Linked DNA regions of Mus musculus: regions 2 and 3 are each linked to region 1. Evidence: chromatin contacts called from public HiChIP or PLAC-seq data. All regions are on one chromosome and are shown on one strand. Each heading gives the region's core, a stretch centred on a gene start, on an enhancer-like site or on the middle of the called end of the contact. The rest is flanking DNA. Distances are from core to core; before and after follow the strand shown.

Region 1 (3,356 bases), core at 417-2,916:
AGGATGGATAGCTACAAATTTCTTCTCTCCCAGAGCCCATCAAGGCCTAACACTTGTCACTCAGGATTGGGCTAGAGATCACTTAAAATAATAGCAACATCGGTTGACTGAACTGAGAAAGATAAAAGCAAGCAAATAACATTGCATTTAATCATAATTATTTAGCACAGTGTGCTTGAAATGTATGTGAATGCATGCTCCATTTAGATATAATCAACTTTGTACACTGCAATAGTTGCTTATCAAACAAATCAATTTAATATTCATATTCTGTTTGTCTGGTGCCATTAATCACACTAAATGAAAAAATTGATATGTTTGAGGCACAATATTTTCAGGTCAAAGTTACCTTAGCTGATTTGCACAGAACTAAACTAAAATGCTGGATTCACTTAAAGCTGAGCTAGGTCTGGAGGGACTTCTTAGATCCTTTGCTCTCTGAGTTAATTTTTTACTGAAATGGACCTCCAAAAGGCCCTGTTTATGTTAGCCTATAGGCTTCAGGCTTTTCTTTAGGAGTGGGGAGAGAGGAAAGTGCTGAAGTGTGTGTGTGTGTGTGTGTGTGTGTGTGTGTGCCCTTGGGTAGCATCTTCAACTGCTCTGGACCTAATTTACTTGAGTCAGGGTCCTTCATGAAACCTGAAGGTTGCCCCTTTGGCTGTGGGTTCTCAGGAATCCACTCATCTCTGCATCCCCGCCCCCCCCTCCCCCCAATCCTAAGGCTGGGCTCAGCCTAAGCATCTGCATCTGTAAAGCAAGGAACTGAGAGAGTTCTGCTGAGGTCCCTTGGGGCATGAATTTTGCATTGACAATCCATTGTAGGACAGGATGGAATAATGGTTCTTTTGTCATTCTCTTGGGGCGGTTACTGACGATGGGAATCACACAGACAGATGCAGGCATCTCATGGAATGAGGTCTAACTGAATAATGGCTATGTTTTGAGGCGCTTGTTTCCTTAAAGGGTAAGAATATGATCTTTCTTGATGTTTTGTTTTGAGAAACAAGCGTTTCGATATTTGGGTACTCGGGGATAGAAAAGTGCAATACTGGACGCATTTTTAAATTTAGAAGTGCTTGGTGCACTTCCGAGTGCACTGGGGCAAAGTACTTAGGTCTGGTGGTGTCTTAGGGTAGAGCTGCGAGGCGTGGCGTTGGGATCAAAACAGGTTTGACTGCTAAACTGGCACTGGAGCAGCGCAGCCTTCAGGGGAGGGCCCCGGGGCAGGTGACAGGAGATCACCTGCGGGGCTGGCGCCACGCTGCAGCACCGGACGAGCCGCGCCTGCTCCCACGTGGACAGAGATCAGGTGATGTCTCAGTCCAGGTGGCTCTGGGGATGTGGGGCAGGAGAGGGAGATACAAGCTCACTTAGCTTTCATACTTGGTGGTCTGGATCTTGCTGGGGAGGTGGAGCCGTGTGTGAATAGGTTGCCGGGTGGGAGTGCGAGCTGTGGCCCAGCACTTCGGATCCCTTTGGTTGTGCTTGGAACCCAATGCTGTTGGGCAGGGGTAGCCCCTGGCGGTGCCAACACTGAGGGTTGTGCTCCGTAGCCGCGGGTCCCTTGGCTCCACTTTCAGGGAGCGAGCCGCGAACTCGTGAGCAGTTCTGGGAGGAGGGGGGTGGATTAGGAGGGGTGCAGGGGGAGGAGCCGGGACCACTGCCGAAGGACGTCCGCCCTACTCCAGGGGAGACGTTGTCTCTGCTGCCCGGCCATGCCGCACCTTTTCAGGCTTCGGCTCCCTTCCTGAGGCCCCGCCCTGGGGGGCAGCACCCACCCTGGGAGCCCGGGCTGCGGCCAGGGGCATGAGAACAGCCAAGCGCCCGCGCCTCCTCGGCCGAGGCCGCGCAGACTTGCGATGGCGGTGCAGCTGGCCCGCTGCAGTGTAGGGTAAGTGAACATCTGGAAGGTGGGTGTCCTGCTCCGATGCTGTGACCTTTTGACTTTCCAACCCAGGAAAGCCGGAGTTGCAGTAGTTAATTTTATCTAACATTTCACAGCCAGCTGTCCTGGACACAACCTCACATCCTAGGTTCCTTAATTGAGCCTTTAGCTCCATCTTCTGATCTTGTTCCGAGCCCACAAACTAAAGTATTTCATTGCTCATTGCAAGATGCAGGTTCATCCTCCTCCCCACCTGAAGAATGAATGGAGGTTTTCCGGTAAGGACACTACATGCACAAGTCAAGCTGTCAGGCTTGTGCTGAGTGGCACATGATTAGCAGAGTGTCTGTACTCTTGGAAGCTGTGGGAGGCTGAATCCTGAGGGGAAATGATGCAAATGAAAGAGAAATGAAAGAATAGACAGTGGGAGCCCAGCTACCAGAGAAAGCTCCAGACGCAGTCCAGTCGTTTCTCTTCTATTGCTGTTTTGACCCCTCCCCCATCTTTTACTGAAGGTAACAAAACAACATAAACTAGTGGGTAAACTGTCCACCTCTTTTTAAAGATCCGTCACTGCCCGTATATATGAGATGGAGATTTTTGGCAAAATTTCAGGGGGATAATATAGCTAAGCACGAGTCAAGAAAATCCGTTTTTCCTTTGAAAGGGGTTTTATTTCCTGACACAGCTATCTTGTATGTATGGATGGGAAATGGTATTAAGTATAGCAGAAAGGTTCTGGGAAAAATAGTAACTTCATATTTACTCTTTTCTTTCTTTTTTTCTTTTTGCTGTGTAAGAAAAATAACTGTAGGTACATTATGAGATAATAAGGGTACTTTAAACTGTGGTCTGCCCTCAGGCAATTTCAGTATGCTGTCCACACAGCACTGCTGCCAGAAGCCAGGTTCTGATTGGCCACTTCAGTGTGAGGAACTCAGTGTTTGGAGTTATATCCTGCTCCTGTCAGAAAAGCCGTGTTTACACTGAGCTGACTTCTGCTTGTGTCTCCTCAGTCCTGCCCCAGCCAACAACCTTTCAACTTCCAAGATTACATTCAGGATGTCTACTTCTCTTTGAAAAGAAAGTCTAAAACTTTAAATTTGGAGCTCACTCCCTAAAAAAAAGTAAAGAAAAGAAAAAGAAAGAAAGCAGAGAAGACAGTAGAGAAAGGAAAGATGTGTGGTGATAGAGTTTCTGTCTGCTTTAGCTGGCTGCTGTAAGGATGAAACTGTTAACCCACACAGTGCATACAGGTGCTCGGGAGACAGAATGTTTTACTTTTCTTTAATGAGTAACCAAACTCGAGTTAAACACATCAGCTTATCCTGAAACCATCAAGCAAATACTCTGAGCTTGACTAAAAACTCATACGTCCCTGTTGTTGTCAAGCTGACTTTCTTCCTCTTTAATCTGTGCAGCTTGGTGGTTTTGAGGGGGAACGCTTTCTCTCTTGGTTTATATTACTTTA
Region 2 (3,356 bases), core at 418-2,917, 800 kb after region 1:
GTCTCTATGGAGAGCCAGGCTGTGTGATTATAGGATATGCTACTTCCTTTCCACAGCTATTCCAACGGGCTGATCCTCAGCGACAGATTACAGACATGTGTGGCAGGGCGGCATGAGGGAGACCCTTCACTCACCACCTCCGTTCTGGGACCGTTCCACCCATGTGAATGTGATGGCCCCTTCCCGGGAGCTCTCACTGAATCTAAGCAGGAACGTCCCTGGCTGCTGGTCCTTGAGCAGAGCGCGTTCTCGCTCCTTGCTGATGAAGCCCATAATGCACCTGGGTATTAAAGAGATGAATGGAGACGCTTTGTGTTTCCCTCGTGAATTTAATTTTCCATTTTGACTTACAGTCTAAGAAACCTGCTGCCGCCTGACAAGAGAACATACTATGAAAATGTATGCTTTCAAAATGCTTAACTGGCACTTAAAGGGAGCATCTCACTTATAGATACATGTGCTAAGTAGGAATCAGGATGAACACCGACTGGGGTGTGGCTTGGTAAACAGGCAATGCGTCGTCGTCTGCTGTTACTTGCTGACTTTAAACACCACGCATGACAGTGTCTGCCTATGCATCTTGTACTGGGGACGCAGCCTCAGGTAACAGCGCTTCAGACACCATCACTGCTGGTCAACTGACAGGAACCCCGGAGATATCAGTTGATCCCTGGACTGAATGAGCTAAACACTTTTCTCTTTCTCTCTTTCCTTCTGTCTCCTTCCTTCTTCCCTTCTCTTCCCTTCCCTCTCCTTCTCTCCTTCCTTCCTTCCTTTTAACAAAAAAGACTGAGTCTCACTGTCAGCCGTGGCTGCCTGGAGCTTGCTGTGCTACGAGCAGAGATCAGCCTGCCTCAGCCTCAGCCTCAGCTGAAGTTAAAGATCTGCACTGCCCCATCTGGTGGTTTCTGATTCTTTATTAGGGCAGTACAGTAAATACTGACAATGTTTGTGAGAATGAATAAATACATTAATGACACTAAGAGGTTTTTGTTTTTAATTTAGCTTTTAAATAGATAGATCTAAATATAGATATCCTAAGACATGCTTAATCTCCTGAGGGTGTCCTTTCAAGGAGCCTTATACCAGGTAAGTGTGCATCTCTGAGCAAAACCCCTGCCAAATCCTGAAGGCCGGCCGGCACTCTGTCCCAGCCTTCGGAGCGCTCAGGGACGCTTACCCATCATTCCAGAGGCACAGCAGGTGCTTCTTAATGAGCTCTAGGATGGTGTCAATCCAAGGCCAGAAGGAGAAATTTTTATCATTAATATTTTCCTGCAAGTATACAAATGCACAATTGGTTAACCAAAGCACTGCTTTGCCCTGCCCCTCCAAAGAGACCCCAGATCAAGCAAGAGGGGCAGTCGTTCCTGAGTGGAAATGCCTGGCTGGCTCCCCCTGCCTCTTTCTGACTTGCTAGAGCTTCTCCCTCCTTGGCTCCCTTTCCCAAGAGCAGCACCCGGCAAAGGTGACTTCCCAGATGACTGGAAAACAAGAGTGTGCTCACTGTAGCAGAAGCCAGCATGAGCAGCTCAGCTCCTGCTGGCGAACCGTGCAGGGTCTCACCACCCTGTGCAGGTGCCCTCGAGCTGGGGTAGCTCTGCACAACTGCTCCGTGCACGGTTCCCACGGCCTTAGCCAGAGCCCTGCTGATTAAGAGGCTGGGGCGAGGGATGTGGGAGAGTGTTATCACTCAGGCAGGTGCTTCCTGCCGGCTGGTCTCGGTCGGTCTCTGCTTGCAGACCAACCTCCTGCCCTGTAGGAAGGTAAACAACTTGTCCTAGTGGGTGTGAGGGGGACACATGAACATGCCAGAGTAAGCAAACAACCCAGGGAGGACCCACCTTACAAAACCTTGTCCATGGAATAAGACCATCAGGGCCAGCATTAGGGCCTAGAAACAAACACAAAAACGAACAAACAAACAAAAATCGCCTTTTTACCAAACAGAAATTGATCTGCTGCTCTAGTTGGACTGAGAGCTCTTGTATCTATTGCAAAGGGTGACTACAGCAGAGGTGATATTCTCTCGTATATTAACTTGAAATGGGCCTCTAGTTACACAGGCTGAAAGGACCAACAAGCAGTTTAAAACCTACGAATGGTGGCTTTGTTTCACCCCCTTTATTTATAGGCAGGGTCTCCCCGTGTAGCTCAGTCAGGCCTCAAACTCCTTGCTTCCCATCCTTGCCTCCGACTCCGCCAGCCTGAGATGACAGATGCGCACCACCATGCTGCTGTCTGTTGGTTTGATTCCAACAGCATGAAGGAATGCATGGAGGATTACTGAGATCGGATTATGAAAGCGCAGAGGAAGCTGACATCAAGCCAGCCATCTGGTGCCTCTTAGCTCCTTTCCCAGAGAGCAGGCAGAGCTCTATAAACCCCACCCCAGGACACGCCCTTCCAGGCTGATCTGACTTTGGCATGACCCCTGTCTCCCTGAAGGCTCTGTGGAGAAGCCACCCTTGTCTCTACCCAGCACCACTTCCCGCTGTTCCTCTGCCTACATGAAGTCCCTCCCCACCAAAAGCCCTGCAGAACAAATGTGCAGTTCCAAATAAGGCCGAGATCTCCGGTGGATTTTATAAGCTCACTGTACTTAGATATATCCCTCAGCCTTCTCACAAATTGGACAGTTGTTCAAACTGATACAAGCCATAAATATAATTAGCCATATGAATTAATGCAGCATGTGGTCTGAGCTGTGTTAAGTCCACTACTTTGTTTAAGGGAAACCACTGATACGCTACAACAAGCAGGGAAAAAAAAATCCTTGTATCTCACCAAATGTGGAATACAGAACAAGGTCTGAGACCCTTGTTAATGTGCACAAGTGAGTGAAGACCCTTCCAGGGACATTCAGTTAAGAAAGACCCACTTCGACTACCGTCTGCATCACCCTGCTACACAGACCGCAAACCTGGACAACGGTATTGATGGAATTTTAAAGACATGCTTCAGATATCCGGTTCATTGGCAGGTTGTCGGTGATAAGGGAGGCTTTGACTTTTCATTGTAGAAGATGAATAAGCCTTCTGACATTAGCCACTGAGAGAGAACTGTCTGCCACGGGCCAGATGCCTGATCAGACAAAACTGTGGCTCTGCCTCCTGCAACAAGGGCCCAGCCAGCACAAGATCCTGGGGTTTTTAAGCCCAGAACTTTATTATGTAAGGGACTTTCCTCTTTTACTTCTAAGGACGTTAAGAGCTCATCTTTCTCATCAATATCTTATTTCAGGCTCATAATTTAAGAATTTCTCTTTAAGATCCTGGCTCAGACATAAGAGAACAAGGGTCATTGTTCCTTTACCAGGACTCAATGGTGTTTTCAAAGCCTTGATCTCACTTGGC
Region 3 (3,356 bases), core at 311-2,810, 520 kb after region 1:
TGCAGTGAGCCATTGGTCTGGTTCAAGGTCTCTGGTTTCTACTACACTATCAATACTGGATGCTCACTCAATACCCTGTTGTTGTTCTGTGTAATGGTGATCCTGCAGCTTTGGATCTGTAGGATCAGGCCCTTCACGTGCTCCAGCAGTTCATAGACAGATCAGATGTTGGTGTGGGTCAACTCAATGCCCTGAATCTGGGCCCTACCTGGGCCTGAGAGGTAGCTGAGTTGGTCAGCCTGCCAGCTCTCCTGTGCCTGCAAAGTCAGGGTGAGTGTTGTGGATGAGCCTGGTGCAGTTTGTATGCTAATTCCACTCTCCTGGGAGGGGCTTCGGATAAGGAGTGAGTCACATGTATTCAGAAGACTTCTTGTGAACCAATCCCCTAACGAGTGAAGGAGCCAATCACTGGGTGAATAGGAGGGACCTCCGGGTTGGACGGAGGAAGAGAGGAAGGAGAGAGGTCCTTTTTGACAGGGATAGCGTGAGGACAAGATGTAATTATGAGTGTCTCCCAGTTTCAGTGGTCGATCCGTCAGGATTCGCCACTGGAGGATTTTGATTTAATAAGGCTTACTTATTGATTAGGATTTGAGTTTTGTACCCAGCAAAACGATTTACCATGGTTTCTGAGCTAAGTCTGTGTGGCATTTTCCTTCACGTGGCTGTTCGACTGAGTTCAAGAGAGAAAGGTATGGTGGCAGAGTGTGGGTTTACCAGGTGTGCACCACAAAGGCTGGGGAGGGGTGGGGGGCATTGCCGGCCAGTGCATGGCCAGCAGGCTGCCGAAGCAGAGAGTTACCGGCACAAGCGCTGGAACGAGCCATTTCATTTTTAATATTTTCTGCAACAGGTGAGTGCTACAGCATTGCTCTGGCTAGCTCACCCAGAGCCACAGCCTACAAGAAGGGTCAGCTCTCCTGCTTTCATACCTTTGGGCCCGCTCACCCATATCTTCTCCACTAGGACTAGCCCTAGTGTGCTGCCCAAGTGAAGTGCAGGGCTCATTCTCCTGAGTGTTGCAGCCAGGAAAAGGCAGGACCAACTCACCTGCCTGCCACAGGCCCTGAGGGGTGAGGTGAGGGAAAGAGAGCATCTCTCGCTTACTTACACCACTCCACAGGAGATGAGGGTGGGGCCAGCTTTCCAACACTCATGCCCTCAGGTTGGACCATGTGCACTGCTGCCACCAGGGACAGCTCAATTCTTCTGACCAGTCAAGCTTTCTCTAAGGGACAGTTAGTGAGGGGTCCTGCTTGCCTATTTTTACGTTTTGCTGGAGTCCTCAGCAAAAAAGAACTCAAGATGAAGCTTGGCAAGCAAATCTGATAGACCTATATCAATTATAGTTTGGAATGCTTATCTCAATGTGAGGCAGAAAGAATTCTACATAACACAAATAGAACATGTATATAATTGAATAATCTAAACCTTTTTAAAAATTCTATTAATTTAATTATGTTAGCATTTCAAATATGATCTTTTTCATTATAATACAACAGCCACACTGAATGTTCTTAAAACAGGAAGTAGAGAAACCAACCATGATTTTTTCAGTTTCAAAGCGACCACCTGCAAGCTCACGTGATTTTTACTCTCCTCATCATGAGTCTCTCTCTCTCTCTCTCCCTCTCTCTCACACACACACACACACACATGATTTTATTTTATGTGTATTTCATTTGCCCATATGCATGTATGTATGTGTACCAGGTGCACACATGATGTCCTCAAAGGCCAGAAGAAGTCAGATCCCTATAACTGGACTTACAGATGGCTATGAGCTATTGTGTGGGTGTTGGGAAGTGAACTCCAATGCGCTACAAAAGCATCGAGTGTTCTTAATCACTAAGCCATGTATGTATGTGGCTAGAATGGAAAAAGAATTAAAAAGACTGATAAAGGTTTGTTATACCCCTTTAGTTGATAGGGTTTTTTTTTAAACCCCCCTGAAGTTGAAGCAGCAGAGGCTGGGACCACAGTGGTGGGTGGTGAAGGAAGGGAGTTTGCAGAGCAGACACTCATCACAGTGGCTGTGGGAAGTGACCAAAAAGCTGAACTTCACTTTCAGGCAGTGTCTCCAGTCAGCAAACCTTCTGCAAAAGACAGATAAGAGATGAGTCGCAGTGAGAGAATTTGGGGAATTCTCCAACAGCATCTTATACTGGTTGTCCACTGATCTCCATCTTGGACTAAATAAAAAAGCTTTAAGCTTAGAGGGAAAACTTCCTCTGATGTTTCCTCTACCAAGTCTGAAACTGAATGGAGAGAAAGTGGACAGGAGGAAGGAGGTGGGGGTGGGATACAGGGAAGGGCAAACGAAATATGAAAAGAACAGAAAGCACCATGGGCAGGCAGGAGTTTTCCCAGGGTTTGTATGTTTGTAAAATGCCGCTTACAGTCTGGATGAACAAGAGAATCAAGTGAAGATGAGGACATTTAACTTGGAGAAAAGAAACCTTAAGAACCAGGGTCTTCAAAAGTCAGAATGGAAGGCCATAAAGCGCTCATCTCCTAGTAAAATCAGACACATATCCAATTTTAGAGCAAACAATTGTCGTCTGGTCCGATTCTCCCTTGGGGTAGCCGGGGACCATTGCACACAAGACTGGACTAGAGGGTAAGGAGCTTAGCCCAGTGTGGAAGAGTGCAGTCAGGATCGTGGTTGGCTGCGAGTGCTTGAGCAAAGAACGCATACCTGGGAACAGCTTCAGAGAATGAGTTTGGTTCATTGAGAGAGCAAAGGCCATTTAAATCTTTTAGAGGGTGAGTAGGGGCTATAGGAGAGAGTGTATATCATTGGCTCTGGCCAGGGTGCTGGGCATGCCTCATTTGCATAGGGAGGGATTCCAGGTGCTGCTAGACATGACCTTATAAGGAGAAAGGAAGTTTAACCTGGCTATTGGCTAGGTGACCGCCTCTGATGAGGCAAAGATTACAAGCAACTGTGTTGCTTGTAATGGAGGATGCAGGCCCAGGGCAGGGGGGAAGCTATCTTACTCCTGCTGACCTTAGGATGAAATTTTGGGATTTACATACACCTCACCCCCAACTTTTGCTCCATTATAACCTTAGTGGGAACTTTCACCACAACATTGTTATGCACTGTACAGCTGTATTAAATGACATGGACTAGCATCTCCTTAAAGGTTGTTTTATTAAAGATTTATTTATTGATTGTATTATATGAGTACACTGTAGCTGTAGAGATGGTTGTGAGCCTTCATGTGGTTGTTGGGAATTAAATATTTTAGGACCTCTGCTCACTTTGGTTGGCCCCGCTTGCTCCGACCCAAAGATTTATTTATTATTATAAATAAGTACAATGTAGCTGTCTTCAGACACACCAGAAGAGG

The links. HiChIP or PLAC-seq counts read pairs in DNA pulled down with a chosen protein or histone mark.
Region 2: a contact with region 1 is called in an H3K27ac HiChIP or PLAC-seq map of T-cell acute lymphoblastic leukemia, with 3 times the contacts expected there. The contact joins the enhancer-like site here to the promoter of 1700019D03Rik in region 1. A contact is called at or near these places in 1 of 39 promoter capture datasets (cranial neural crest), 2 of 15 datasets of contacts at CTCF or cohesin (large pre-B cells and pro-B cells), 2 of 484 Hi-C or Micro-C datasets (the N1E-115 cell line and cerebral cortex), 5 of 115 datasets of contacts at active chromatin or transcription factors (T-cell acute lymphoblastic leukemia, embryonic stem cells and large pre-B cells) and 1 of 9 other capture datasets (embryonic stem cells).
Region 3: a contact with region 1 is called in an H3K27ac HiChIP or PLAC-seq map of large pre-B cells, with 2.6 times the contacts expected there. The contact joins the enhancer-like site here to the promoter of 1700019D03Rik in region 1. A contact is called at or near these places in 3 of 39 promoter capture datasets (the HPC-7 cell line, cranial neural crest and frontonasal cranial neural crest), 4 of 115 datasets of contacts at active chromatin or transcription factors (embryonic stem cells, large pre-B cells and stem cell-derived neural progenitor cells) and 1 of 9 other capture datasets (embryonic stem cells).

What each region holds. Positions count from the first base shown.
Region 1 is chr1:52,951,150-52,954,505 of GRCm38.p6, reverse strand. 1700019D03Rik (RIKEN cDNA 1700019D03 gene) reads left to right here and starts at 1,666. Exons shown (of 2, transcript NM_144953.3): 1 at 1,666-1,891.
Region 2 is chr1:52,149,157-52,152,512 of GRCm38.p6, reverse strand. Stat1 (signal transducer and activator of transcription 1) reads right to left here. Exons shown (of 25, transcript NM_009283.4): 19 at 1,845-1,894; 20 at 1,181-1,275; 21 at 135-280. Among named protein-coding and RNA genes, the nearest start is that of Stat1, 31 kb to the right of the region's middle. Within about 2 kb of position 1,667, at least 100 of the 459 cell types and tissues checked have an H3K27ac peak or open chromatin away from gene starts, as enhancers often do. A contact at or near this core is called in T-cell acute lymphoblastic leukemia and cerebral cortex, where this site is marked.
Region 3 is chr1:52,429,040-52,432,395 of GRCm38.p6, reverse strand. No RefSeq gene overlaps it. Among named protein-coding and RNA genes, the nearest start is that of Gm23460, 14 kb to the left of the region's middle. Within about 2 kb of position 1,560, at least 44 of the 459 cell types and tissues checked have an H3K27ac peak or open chromatin away from gene starts, as enhancers often do.